2 separate regions of the Triticum aestivum genome follow, and region 1 is linked to region 2. The links are chromatin contacts, called in public Hi-C maps. All regions are on one chromosome and are shown on one strand. The core of a region is the stretch at or near the end of the contact, and the rest is flanking DNA. Distances in the headings are between cores, read along the strand shown.

Evidence for each region. A called contact is a pair of places that touch in the nucleus more often than the background predicts.
Region 1: a contact with region 2 is called in a Hi-C map of leaf, with 8 times the contacts expected there. The contact joins the promoter of LOC123053564 here to the promoter of LOC123053563 in region 2. A contact is called at or near these places in 3 of 5 Hi-C or Micro-C datasets (leaf and an unstated tissue).

Annotation. Positions count from the first base shown.
Region 1 is chr2D:422,385,694-422,393,194 of IWGSC CS RefSeq v2.1, reverse strand. LOC123053564 (F-box protein At5g39250) reads left to right here and starts at 5,527. Exons shown (of 2, transcript XM_044477033.1): 1 at 5,527-5,833; 2 at 7,052-7,501. The coding sequence starts at 7,111. LOC123053565 (pentatricopeptide repeat-containing protein At4g39952, mitochondrial) reads left to right here and starts at 756. Exons shown (of 2, transcript XM_044477034.1): 1 at 756-3,412; 2 at 3,763-4,777. The coding sequence starts at 808. The coding sequence ends at 3,135.
Region 2 is chr2D:422,022,474-422,029,545 of IWGSC CS RefSeq v2.1, reverse strand. LOC123053563 reads left to right here and starts at 2,635. Exons shown (of 3, transcript XM_044477031.1): 1 at 2,635-2,948; 2 at 3,073-3,142; 3 at 3,400-4,580. The coding sequence starts at 2,886. The coding sequence ends at 4,310.

The sequences.
Region 1 (7,501 bases), core at 4,278-6,777, 360 kb before region 2:
GATGAACATATGATGTTGTAAAAAAACTAATCCGAGCTATTGGCCATGAACCTTCAAAGTAATGAATCCATACCTTACTAGACAGCGGCGGGCATGGACAAGCCTCAGTCGGGCCGAGCAAACGGCTGAACACCTTGCGTGGACGAGTCGCCGCCGGTGAATGGCACGTCGATGGAGACTGAGGCAGCAGTGCTGTCGAACCCCGCATCCTCCGGCGGTGACCTCGGAGGTAGGGGTATGCCGAGGGCTGGCGGCGACCCTGGCAGGCGGGCCTTGTACTACTTCGTCGGCGACAAGAAGCGACCACAACGACGGCAGAGTGGACGTCGATGGATGCGGTGTCGGTGGGGCCGTTGGTGGATGCGGCGGCGGGGGCTAGGGCGGTGGCGAAGAGGCAGGAAGCCGGGCGACGGTGACGATGGTGAAGAGGCCGAGGGTGGTGGGTGGGGAAGAATGGCATGTGTGCTACCGACAGACGGGCCAGAGGAGGACACCGTGGGCGTCCATGATGCAAATCCAACCCAAATTTTAAGCTGAAAATGGGTCCAAACGGACAGCAAAACAGGCGCGTCTATTTGTGTCAGCGCGTTGGACCGTGTTTTTGATCAGCACAGACCCAAACCGAGGAGGGCGGACCAGACACGTCGGCGCGTTGGAGTTGCCCTCAGAAGAGAGCTCTGGTGAGCGAAGGTCGAAGAAACAGATGAGCTCAATCCAACGGTTCGGCCAAATCAATTGAGTTCGAACACAGGCGACTGCCCATATTTTCAACTGATCAACGAGTTTGAACAAGCAAACGGCAAACCGATGCCGCCTTCTCTCCCTCTTCTCACCCCGACGAGTCTGGGCCTCCTCTACCGCTTCCTAGCCTCGCCGTCCTCGGCGCCCCCGCCGCTGCCCGTGCTCCTCCGCCTGCACGCTCTCGCTGCCACCTCGGGCCTCTGTTCCCGCCCAGACTTCGCCGCCAAGCTCGTCTCCGCCTACTCCACCTCCGGCCGCCCCGGCCTCGCCGCCCTCGCCTTCTCCGCCTCCCCCTGTCCCGACACCTTCCTCTGGAACTCCCTCCTCCGCTCCCACCATTGCGCCTCCGACTTCGCCTCCGCGCTCTCCGCTCACCGCCGCATGTGCGCCTCTGGCGCGCGGCCCTCCCGGTTCACCGCGCCCATCGCCGCCTCCGCGGCCGCCGAGCTCGCGGCCCTCCCGGTCGGTTCCTCCGTGCATGCCTACTCCGTCAAGCTCGGCCTCCTGGTAGGCGATGGTTCCCTCGCGGTCTCGTCGTCGCTGGTGTACATGTATGCCAGGTGCGGCTGCATTGACGACGCTATGAAGCTGTTCGACGAAATGGCTGAGAGGGACGTCATCACGTGGACCGCGGTGGTCTCTGGGTGCGTTAGGAATGACGAGTGTGAGAAGGGGATGAGATACTTGGTGCAGATGGTTAGGCTAGCGGGTGATGGCGGCGCGAGGCCAAATTCACGGACAATGGAGAGTGGGTTGGAGGCTTGTGGAGTGCTAGGCGAGCTGTCTGCTGGGAGATGCTTGCACGGGTACACGGTGAAGGAAGGGATTGGAGATTGTGCGTTGGTGGTTTCCGCACTTTTCTCAATGTACTCAAAGTGCGATAGGACTGAGGATGCATGTGTTTTATTCCCGGAGTTGCCAGAAAAAGATGTGGTCACCTGGACTAGCTTGATTGGAACCTATTGTAGGAGAGGACTTGATAGGGAGGCCGTGGAGTTGTTCCAGGAGATGGAGGTGTCTGGTCTGCAGCCAGATGAAGTTCTTGTTAGCTGTGTACTTTCAGGGTTAGGGAACAGTGGGAATGTGCGTAGGGGGAAGGCATTTCATGCAGCTATAATTAAGAGAAACTCTGGAGACAATTTGTTGGTTGCCAATGCTTTGATTTCAATGTACGGGAAACTTGAGTTGGTAGATGCTGCAGGCAAAGTTTTTGGAATTTTGCATCAACGAGATGCAGAATCATGGAGTTTGATGGTTGTATTATACTGCAAAGCTGGACTTGATGTCAAATGCTTGGAGTTGTGCCGAGAAATGCATTGTAGAGATCATGATGAATTTTTGTGTGATATCAACAGCTTGGTTTCCACAATCTCTTCTTGTTCACGGCTAGGAAAACTGCGGTTAGGTCAATCAGCTCATTGTTTTTCGATCAAGTGCTTGCTTGATGAAATTTCAGTTGCCAATGCATTAATTGGCATGTATGGAAGGTGTGGGAAATTTGACCTTGCATACAAAATATTTGGTGTGGCCAAAGTGAGGAGGGATGTTGTCACCTGGAATGCACTCCTATCCAGCTATTCACATCTAGGACATTCAAATGATGCCCTGTCACTATATGATCAGATGCTCACTGAAGGTGTCCAACCAAACTCTGCAACCTTGATTACTGTCATTTCAGCTTGTGCAAATTTGGCTGCACTGGAACATGGTGAACTGATACATTCTTATGTGAAAGATATGGGGTTGGAATCTGATGTATCTATTAGTACATCACTTGTTGACATGTATACTAAATGTGGGCAGCTGGGAATTGCAAGAGGAATTTTTGATTCTATGCTCGTACGGGATGTTGTTACATGGAATGTGATGATAGCAGGCTATGGGATGCATGGCGATGTGAAGCAAGCACTGCAGTTATTTAGTGAGATGGAGAGAGGAACTATTAAGCCTAACAGCGTCACTTTTCTTGCCATTCTGTCTGCTTGCTGCCATGCAGGGTATGTTGATGAGGGCAGGAAGCTGTTCATCAGAATGGGGGAATACTGCCTTGAACCTAACCTGAAGCATTACGCATGTATGGTGGATCTCCTAGGGAAATCTGGGCATCTTCAAGAAGCAGAAGATATGATTTTGGCTATGCCAATACAACCTGATGGTGGGGTATGGGGGACTTTGCTTAGTGCCTGCAAAATGCATGACAATTTCGAGATGGGGTTAAGAGTTGCAAAGAAGGCTTTTGCTTCTGACCCAGGAAATGATGGGTACTATATTTTAATGTCCAATTCATATGGCAGTGCTGAAAAATGGGAAGAGATAGAGAGACTGAGGGACACGATGAAGAATCATGGAGTGGAAAAAGGTGTGGGCTGGAGTGCGGTTGATATTTGGGTGTGAGTTAACAGTTATGGCATAACTACAGCCGAGACTATAGAAGGGTAAATAACTAATTGACCGCATTAGCTCATTTACATAAATTCTGGAATCAGCTTTAGAGAATATAATGACCGGCTGACTGCTACCGGTGCAAATGGTTAAGGTCTGTTGCAAGAGCCAAGAAGTTTGTGAATTATGCATCCATTGTGCATTTATCTTCTTCAATAGTCCGTCTCATTAGAGCGTGGCGGCAAAAGTCCTCTTATTATCCGAGGTGATGTTGCTAATATTGGCAAAGGTATCTCCCTCCCTTGGATGCCGTATTATGCTCCTAATCCATTTAGTTCCATTTAAACTTATAGTCCATAATTCTTTGGGTTATTGAAAAACAATGTTGATTATACATTTATGCATAATTAGTACCCCCTCCGTCCCATAATATAAGATCTTATTACATCCAATATGTGAGTATATTGGATGTAATAAGATCTTATATTATGGGACGGACGGGGTATTAGCTAATTGCATAGTGCTGTAATAAATTCTTGCTGAATTTAAAACAGATGTTGAGTGGGCCATGTTTGTCTGTTTTGTGAATGCCATTCAAGTTCGCACTGCAACTTCTCATTCACTTCTCCATGTATCTAGGTCCTCCTGGCTGTTTTGGACATCATGCTATTTTCTAATACATGACATGATGATTCACACTTCTGCAGAAGAAAATTGTCTAGCGAATTTCATGTAGGCCATTTGGATGAGCAAAAGTGTATGAAAAATGTTCAGAACCACTGGAAGAAGATAGCAGGTAACTCAATTGGAACCTATTCCACTTTTGGAGTTTGCTTGCAAATGTGTATATCTGGAACTATTTTTGCGCATACGACATTACTCCCCGCCTCCTCAAGCAGCTCGTCTTTGAGCTGAAAATCCTGGATCTTTTCTTTCTATTGTACCAAAAATTCTGAACACCACTTGCTACTGTGCCCCAAGACTTCATTTGCCTCAGGATTATCTGAACGTGATAAATCAACGCTAATGCTGGTGGCGCATCTGGTGGATCAACATGGAAGCGCTTCAAAAGACTCGCATGAAAAAGATTGTGAATATGAACCCGTGCTGGAACGCCCAGTTTATATGCTATTGTCCCCACACGGCCCATAAATACAACAAATTGACTGGAGTTAACCTACATCTAAAGAGACATCATTGGTTTTGTAAAACAGAGTGTATAGTGGTCTAGCTGGATCAGAACTCGTTCATTAGTGACATCAATTGCTCATTTACATAGAGCCTGATTCAGCTTTGGGAATGATGCATGTAAGTTTCTTCACATTTTATAATGGTTCGATCCTAAAGGCTATGCCCGTAAAGGAAGTAAACACTTCTTGGGGAAAATGCCCCTCATTGATTTATTGTCTCATCCATATGTAATACAAGAGGTAATTCTTCATGGTTCAGCCAAGGTGGATGGCATGCTTACTGAATACTGATACGTTTGCATCATAGCACTGAGCCCATGCCGCTGGATCGTGATCAGTCACGAGATCTTTTGCCATGATCACAAGAACTGTTATGATGCTCCAACTGTTAATGTCAAAGCACCGTACAAACGTGAAGATGTACGCCCCACAACTCACTATTCCATGTTTACTTAGAAACTACTTCCTCCGTTCCTAAATATTTGTCTTTCTAGAGATTTCAATAAGTGACTACATACGGAGCAAAATGAGTGAATCTACACTCTAGAGTATGTCTATATACATCCATATATGGTAGTCCATTTGAAATCTTTAAAAAGACAAATATTTAGGAACGGAGGGAGTAGTTGTTCTTCTTCCACCATCTCTTGCATGCGGGCCAGCGCATCAGCGGACTTTTTTTGTTTGTCGGGGCTTTTTTCCCTTCTACTGATTTTCGGAGTTTTTTTCATTTGTTTCTTTACTTTTTTTCCTTTTTTTTCTTTCTTTTACCTGTTTATAAATTCATGAATATTTTAAAATTCATGTTTATTTCTAAATTTGTGATTTTTTTAAATTCAGACATTTTAAAAAGATACCATTTTTAAAAATAAATTCCTCAACATTTTTCAAATTTCATGAACTTTTTAAAACTTAAGAACATTTTTTGAATCTCTGGACATTTTTGTATCAATAATATAGGTTTAAAATCTGTTATTTATCTTCAATAATATATTTTTAATCTGTTGAAGAGGAAAAATAGAGGAGAAAATCAGGAGTAACAGCATTTTTTTTTTTAGGATAACGGGTGCTTGTTGGGTGCAGCCGAGAGCAAGGAATGACAGTGCCTGGCGCGCCTGCCAACTTCCGAATGGAGGACTCGACTCGATTTTTGGGCTTCAGATATGTGTGGGCGGCGGGCGCGTTACATACACACAAATCTGACCCATCGGCGCATACGGCCCAACCCACATGTGACAGCCTGGCTTCGGGATACCCCTGGTTTCTCCGACCGACACCGAGCACCCCCGGGTCCCCATTCCTCTCCCATTCCCAGGCACCGATCCTGCTCCTTCCTCTGGGTGTTTGTCTATGGGCGAATCTCTCCGGCAACGGCGACCTCTCTTCCCCTGCGCGTCCCTCTTCCGACGTTGCCACTCCGTCGTCCATCGCTACCAGATCGACGACCGCCCCTTCATCCTCTCCGGTCTCTGCAGATCTACGCCGGCGGCCCGCCTTACCGACGGTTCTTCCTAGCCACGGTGGGTTCCTTTACTTTCCTTTCTCTACACCCCCTTATTTTTTGTTCACGGCATAACCCCCGAATCCGGACAACCGCTGACCCCGTGGCTAGTAGGCAAAACAAGTAAAATTCCGTTGAACGTTCGATTTTTCTGTTGTATATTAGATTTGAGAAGTTGGCAATATGTTCTCTCCTTCCGAATGCTAGATGTTTCATTACCTCACTGGTTGTTGGGGGCAATCAATTGTAGGTTTCATTTTTCATGTTTTGCGATTATATATCAGTTTAGCATAAACTTGTACAGCTAGAATTATTGTGCTCATGTCGTATATATAGTACGTACAGTACTGGTTACAATATTTTCGATTGGCTTTCACTCAAGAAAGATTGGAGTGGTTAACGATAAATGAATGCGTTGGAGATCAACAACATGTACGTGATGCATTATCAATAAAGAGTTGGGGTGTCATAGTTCGGTTTGTGCTTTTGAGTAAATATGTTCTTATGCCAGACTGCAGATCAAAGCTGAAAATGGGATATATTTGAAATAATTATTCTATGCCTAAAAAGGGAACGTTTTGTTTCGTGAGAATGTGCTTTCTTGAACTCCAGAGGTTTGGTGTTCCTTAATAAGTATATTGATCAACAACACAAATAGGACCATGTTTTGCTGTGAAGTTGAACATCTACCCTTGAAGGCACCATAGTCAATGCTTATTGTGGTATTGTGTCAAATCAGTTTGATCATAGCAACTACTCGTGGTAATCGGTTGGATCATTTGGTTGTGACTCAGAAACAAATGTAGTTTCCATTACTGCCGGTATTATTTGAAAGCTTATTTGTTAATCAAATTGATCATTTATTTCGTCTATCATTCTTGTGTAGTTCACACTCCCAACTACAACAGACATCACATTTCCAAATTATTATTGATCTGGAAGATGGAAGCTATTTTTTTATGGACTACCCCCTCCGTCCCATAATGTAAGATCGTTTTGCAAGCTGTTTTAGCTTGCAAAACGATCTTATATTGTGGGATGGATGGAGTATGTTCTAGCAATAGCCATTAGTCTAGGTATACTCTTCTACGTTTATCATCCTTGCAGATTCAGATTATAGTGAATTAAAGATAGCAGTAGTCGTGCTACTTGAGTTTTTGACTGGGCATGAATTGATCAGTATTTGTTTAACCATCTCTTATTAATAGGCACTTCTGGTTCACTCTTTGGTTTCTAGCTGAAGTCCCATCCTAGAGGGGTAGAGGCATTCCATTTCCTTCAGTTCAGTGATTGAGAATGGAAAATGGATTTCCTGGCGAAGTTCTGAAGGCTGTTTTCCCTCTACTGGATGGTAAAGACTTGGTCTTTTGCATGCTTGTATGCCGCCAATGGTGCGAAATTGCAAAGGATGATTACTTCTGGAAATGCATCTGCTCACGGAAATGGCCTTCCATCTGCAAGCAGCCTCCTTCTGACACAAACTTCCAAAAGCTCTATTTAACATTCTCCAAGCCACGGAAGACAGTACACCTTCCTGTACCTAAGCTCACTTTTGAGGATCTGGTGTTTTACATTGACATGTGGCTTGAGGGATCACTAATCTTCTCTCAAGCAGTTTCAGGCTGCATCCTTCGAGCAGGTTTACAGAACACACCTGGCGGCATACCAGATGTACTTGTTGCACATC
Region 2 (7,072 bases), core at 1,386-3,885:
CCATGGATAACAGGCTGGACGCCCGATGACCCCTTAGTCCAGGACTCCCTCAACGTCATCGAGCTGAACGTGTGCAGATAGCGGAGGTGCCGTAGTTTCGGTACTAGGATCGGTCGGATCGTGAAGACGTACGACTACATCAACCGCGTTGTCATAACGCTTCCGCTTACGGTCTACGAGGGTACGTGGACTACACTCTCCCCTCTCGTTGCTATACATCACCATGATAGATCTTGCGTGTGCGTAGGATTTTTTTTGAAATTACTGCGTTCCCCAACAAATGACATACTGAAAGAATAGTGGGAAATATACCATACCCAACATCCTTCATGTCAGTGTCTCCAATGACAATATTAGCGGTCTTGCCACCTTTCCCAGGATGACGCTTGCAATAGCGATTAGGGCAACTAGGAGCCCGATGACCAGGATCCCCACACACATGACAAACACCTTTCTTTTTGTCATTCTTCTTCTTGAAGTTCTTGTGCTGCACAGCCTTGTTCTTCCCATCAAACTTTGCTTTACCATCAAACTTGCCCTTGTTCTTGAACTTGTGGGGCTGGAAGTTCTGCTTCTGTATTAGATTGGCACTAGATCCTCCCTCAATACCTCGAGCACGTGTGTCCTTTGCTCTCGCCTTTTCTTCCACATCAAGAGTACCAATGAGATCCGGAACGAAAAACTCCTGTCTCTTATGCTTCAGTAAGGTAGCAAAGTTCCTCCATGAAGGAGGAAGCTTAGTGATGATACCTCCCGCAACAAACTTGTCCGGTAGCATACAATTGAAGTGCTCAAGTTCTCTAGCAAATGACTGTATCTCATGAGCTTGCTCAACCACGGAGCCCTCTTCAGTCATCCTGTAATCATAGAATTGCTCCATGATGTACAGCTCAGTGCCGGCATCCGAGACCCCAAACTTGGCCTCGAGTGCGTCCCACATATCTTTTCCATTGTCAATTGACGCATACGCATCAACTATGTTCTCACTAAGAACACCCAAGAGAGCAGCCTTAAACAGAGTATCTATTTTCTGAAAAGCTTGTTCTTGTTGAGCATCATGCTCCCCTTCAGGTTTGCCAAGAGTCACGTCATAGCAACTCATGGTTTGAAATCATAAGACTGCTCTCACACGCCACCTCTTATAGTGGATACCCTCAAACATAGGAGGTCTCATGGAAGCAGCAAAACCACTAGGTGTAAATAGCCTATAATAAGGATTTTGGATTGTTAGAAATATGAGCAATTTACCGAATGAGTTTATTAACAGAAATACTAGATAAAGCGCGACTAGTATAGCAGTGATAAAACAAGTCATGCGATTTGACAAAGAGAAGGTAAACATCGTTTTCATATATGAACTGTAATTAAACACATGTAGAGCAGACAGTATAGTAAGTTGCATATATGAAAATAGAGTCTAACATATCTAGGGCAAACATTAAAACAAGAAACTGTAGTAGGGCCTCTAATAGAAAGAGGAAGAACACGTACGAGACAGTAGCAGCAGAGGCGCTGGACTTGGGGTCGGTGTCCTCGCCAGCCATGTCGTCGAGGAGGTTGTCGACGTCGGGGAAGAAGTTGTCGTCGGGGAAGTAGTCGTCGGAGTCCGGGGCGTCCGTGACGAAGAAGTCAGTAGTCGCGCCGAGCGCTCCCCAAAAACCTTATCACCCTTCTCCCGTACAGGACTCAAAGAGGTGGAGTTTCGGAGGCCTACTGTCCCGACCTGCAGTGCACGCCACAAGCCGGGATGGGGAAGATCGTAGCAGCAGCGCAGTGCTCGGGAACTTTGTGGCGGGAGGAAGAGGATCTTCTGGTGCGTCTCTCTGAGAGGAGCGACCTCTCTTTTATAGGCGCAAGAGAAGGAGGCGAGAGGCTGCGCCGGGAGCTGAAGGGAACGAGGGAGACGAAACGAACAGGCATCAGGCGAAGAGGTGCGCCGTTCGTATTCAATCTCCACTACAACAAAACGTTTCAGCTTCCGCGTGACCTTTCATATACCCGTCGTGCGTGGCAAAAATTTAGACATCGGCTCGGCTCATTCCCGCACCCCGTGGCACGCGAGGCGGGCGGCGGAGGAGGAGCGCGCGTGGATGTCTCTCTTATTCTCATCCTCATGCATGTGGAGAAAGAGTCTCCCTTAGAGGTCCAACTCCCTCTAAACTAGCAATATGAGACTAAACTTTAGTTCCACGTCTTGCTTTGCACGAATGGGCTGCGTGGGCCTCTAGGATTTATTAGGAATTTTTGAAACTGCTATTGGGCTAGGTCCAAAATAGACAAAATTCCAGCAGTATTCACTCTTAACACCTTTCTATCAATGAAATAATTCGCAAGCTTTGCATGGTCATAAAAAAAGCCAAAAATTAATGAACTAATAAAAAAGACAAAATTAGTGCCGTTTACAAGAGGCCCGTTGCACTCAACGGAATCAACCTGCTCGTGCGCCGACCCCAGCCCCCAAACCGTCCTTCTCATCCCATCCCGAGGGCCGGGCGGAGGGCAGTCTGGTCATTACGCGGGGGCGCCCTGCCCCCCGTTTCCCTCCCTCCCTCGCCACCTGTGGCCCGTCCGGCCAGGATTAATTAAAGCGAAGGGGAAGAAACGCAAACGCCAAAAGCCCCGGAAAGATTTTGCCTTTGCTTTCTTCCCAATAACCTCCGCCCTCCCTAGCCTCGCCCCGCCCCGTGTGTTATCTATCCCCGTCCTGCACATCCACCCATCCCGCCGCCCTGCGCTCCCTCGTCTCCCCCACCCCCCACCGTCTCTCTCCCTCTCTCTCTCTCCTCCGCGCCGCTTTCTAGGGTTTTTTCCCTCGCCCCGCCCGCGCACGCACGCACGCACCCGCAGAGGAGCCAGGCCGCCGCAGGGTCTCCGCCTAGAGGAGGATGGGATACGACGGCGCCCCCTCGCCCGCATCGGCCGCTGCGCGCGACGCCAAGAAGAAGAGGGTAAGTAAGGGCCCCGTGTGTGTGGTGTGATCTGCGATTCGATTTGGGGGGCGGGGCGTCCCCTGGTCCGGTTGCGGATTGCGCGGCGTTCTGATCCGATCTGCCGATTTTTCGTGCCCCGCAGGGTAACCGCTCGTCGGCCAAGCTGAAGCAGTGCAAGCTCGACGCGCGCCGGGAGCAGTGGCTGTCGCAAGGTCTGATCTCGTGCCTGCTCATGTATTCTTTTATGTATTCTTGGTCTTTTCCCCTCGCCAATCCCGGAAGTTGGGATCTCTGCACTGTGTATCCTAGTTGCGTCTCGTCTTTGGGTGCCTGTGGGGGAGTTGGGATACTTAGGGGAATCTGATTATTTCGGCACAGGGGTGATCTAGGTGCTACAAATTGATAACTTTTATTCAAGATGATATTTTGGGTTCAAATTCTGATCTGTTTGCGTTTTGGATTGGTCTAGTCAAGGATGGGAAGGAGGCCACGGCCAAGCCTTTGCCAGCGGGCGCAGGATCAGGGGCAGGGTCGAATGCTGGGTCGCCAATCCTTGCTTCGCCACACCCTCCACTCCCCCGGCGGCGCGCCGATGCAAGGTCAAGGGGTGGAGTTCTGGAGGATGACAAGGAGGATGCTGGAGCTACCGGGCAAGAAGTAGGCGGCAGCGACCTTGACTCCCCTATGCACAGCCCTTGTTCAGACAACTCTCGAGGTGGAGGCTGTGCTCAGAGTAAGCGCTGCTCCAGCAATGGAGGTGGCCCCAGCCTCAGCAGTGTGAGCAGTCTATGGTCCAGTTCCAGGAGTGTGAGTGATGCTGAGGATGATGACACGGGCAGTGGCCCTGAGGAGGAAAACGGGGTGCTGGATGATTGGGAAGCTGTTGCTGATGCACTTTCAGTCGATGATAACAGTCATTGCCACCAGAGTTTAGGTACCACGATGCCCCCAGCAGCTACAAGTGAGTCGGCACCTCTGGCAAATACATCAAAAAGAACAGAGCCTATTCGAAGCAATGCAAGAGCTTGGACACCAGATGATACGTTCCGTCCACAGAGCTTACCCAGTATCTCCAAGCAGTCGAGCTTCCCAGCGAGGATTGGCAACTGCTGGGGGATGGGTATGAGTGCAGCACATCAGAGTATCCTCTCTATGCCATTATCTTGCCCGATATGCTACGAGGATCTTGACCCAACAGACTCGAGCTTCCTCCCCTGCCCTTGCGGGTTCCATCTGTGTCTCTTCTGCCACAAGAGGATCCTCGAGGCAGATGCACGTTGCCCAGGGTGCAGGAAGCTATACAATGCAGGGTCTGCAGGAGAAGGAGCGCCAGCACCAGTGCGTCTATCCCGTTCTTGTAGCATGGGTCCAAGACACTAGGCTGTCTGAAGGCTATGATAGCTCTATGCCGTAGTTCTGCTTTGCATGTTACTGTCGGATATGCTGGTTTTGTTGCGTATTGTCTGCTTTTGGTATAAAGAAATGTGAATATTTGAATAGATGCTGTGCCCATATAGAGTCTCCAGGACCTTGGTATCCTTTTTGTACTGATGCATTGGGTGTGATGCATATGTTGCTGGAGATTGGAGAGGACCTTTTGTTGTTACAGTTCGTGAGTTCATATATAATAGCTATGGTGACTGTTATTTCCTTGCCACTAGTACACTGTTATCAGTTGAATCATGTTCACCTAAGTCTAGTTCTTGCTCTTTTTTTCACTTATGTGATGATCTTGAGACTTTCTACTACCAAGGCAAGTGGACATTCTCCTGTATTAAAACGATTGTCTAATCTTTATAGTCTACTTTACATAAATGCTGATGTTTGGTCTTCACTGACAAAATGCAATGTTACTCAACTCAAGTAAACTCCTACCTTTTATCATTATCAGTATTTGTTTTATATATCTTTACCGTATTATCATTTCAGGCTCATCAAATAGTCTGTGTGGGTGGGCTTTCCTATGATTCTGATCTTGGCAAGGAAAATATTTCGCTATTGTAGTACAACTGTGTGTGGTGTGTTGTCTTTCTCTCTAATTTCTTTATTTTGGTTTAAGCTTCATAATGTGTTTTGACTCAGCCTGGCAGCTTTAAGATGCAAATGTGAACTGTGATTTAGTAAAGAAACTCCTTGGACTATCTATACGATGTACTTGTTTTAAATTTCTATAAGCTAGTGTTTCTTCGTATGATACCTGTTTTGCATCTATATATATGTCAGTTTCTTGCGTTCGATCTTATTATACTCCCTCCATTTCTTCGTACTTAACTTTCTGAAGTTTGATCAAGTCAATAGAAAAAAAAATCAACATTCACAATACCATATAAATATCATTAGATCCATTATGGAATATATTTTCATATTGTATTTATTTGGTATTGTAGATGTTGCTAATTGTAAATTTTGTCAAACTTTATAGAGTTTGACTGAAAGACAAAAATCTAATATGTGAAGTAAAAAGAAACGTAGGGAGTACTACACATTGTGCTATTACTCATGTTTTGACCTATCTTAAATTTTATTGATGATGCGGTTATCAATGTTTTTCCACATGTTAATCAGAATGGCCTCACAAATAGAAATAATGACCAACCTTTGGACATTTGATAACTGATGGCCGTAGCATTTGACAGCCTCGAAATCCTTGGATGTCGATATTGCTACTTATTCCCATCAGGCATATAATGCGAGTGATTTAACTTCTAAGCATTTTGTTTAGAAGCTAATATTGCTTGGGCTAAAATATTAGACCTTAAGCTATTGCTAAGCTCCATTTACCCCTGAGACCTAAAACAACTTAATTATTAGGACAAAAATGCCCCAGAAAAGCTTGTCTTGTGCTTTATTATTGGCATTTAAAATATATACTACTCCCTCCTCTTCTTTTTAGTCTGCATATAACTTTTGTCTGAAGTCAAAGTATCTCTAGTTTGACCAAACTTACAGAAAAAAGTATCAACATTTACAATGCCAAAGGAATATCTTTAGATTCATTATGGAATGTAGTTTCTTATTATGTATATTTGATATTGTAGATGTTGATATTTTCTTATACAAATTTGATCAAAGTTTGTAAAGTTTGACTAGACACAAATCTTATACGCGGAGTTAAAAGGAACGGAGGGAGTACATGGGTAGCACTAACCCTGGGTTGTCCATCACAGGTGAAAGCAGCCTGAGCTATGAATATCAGTATTGGAACTGTCAGGATAGATGCAATCACCATTGACCTGTTAAATAGTTGAACTGTTTTTCATCTTGTAATGGCTTGAGCGCCATGGACTAGTTGAAGTTAAACACCCGTCTTGGTCCACCAATCTGCATTCCTGGTTAGAGAAATAAACAGGCTTTTGTTTGTTAGAATGCTATAATGATTGTGGGTCCTGGCATGGTCCAGTTACGTTATACTTGTAGCCCCCCTTTGTGCAAATGTTTGGTAGATTGTATTGGATGTTCATGCAATGTGTGTGCCAATATCAGCTAGCAGGTATCCATGTTGCACTTTTCAAGGTGACATTGTGAAAAAAAAAATGGTGTCTTGGGCTGTGAAAAGAATTGTGGGTTTTCTTGCCTGGTTAACGAGAGAGCTGAATGGCACATAAAAATATGGAATGCTGTTTGCAACATTTTTTTTGTTACGTTTGTATGTGCACTGTTGAACTCTGCCATTGCATTGAAATACTATTGCGTTCCGGGATTGATATTTACACAGTTGCGCTTTTGTATGAGCATTTTGAAGACGGGTGCAGTGCGCCTCCGAATCATCCATTTGTTGTCCTATGGCGGTGGCTATTAGATGCCAGTTGCAAGGGTAACGCCGCCCTCTTTCTGTTGATGCAGCGACGTGAATTATATTTTGCGCATTGTTACTTATTATCATCACAACCAAGGTAGATGAATGTTAGAACTGCACATTGGGTTCTTTCTTTATCATCGCAACCAAGGTAGATGAATGTTAGAACTGCACATTGGGTTCTTTCTTAGATCTAGATGGAATGAAATAGTGAAATAGAATAAAAAAGGCCCTTTTGGAAGAAAATGGAAGAATAGTATGTGATATATCCCACTTGGACAAAAAATATGTTGAAAGCAATTTTCTCTTATCTTCGCTTTGTTCCTTAATATAACTACTTGAAAAT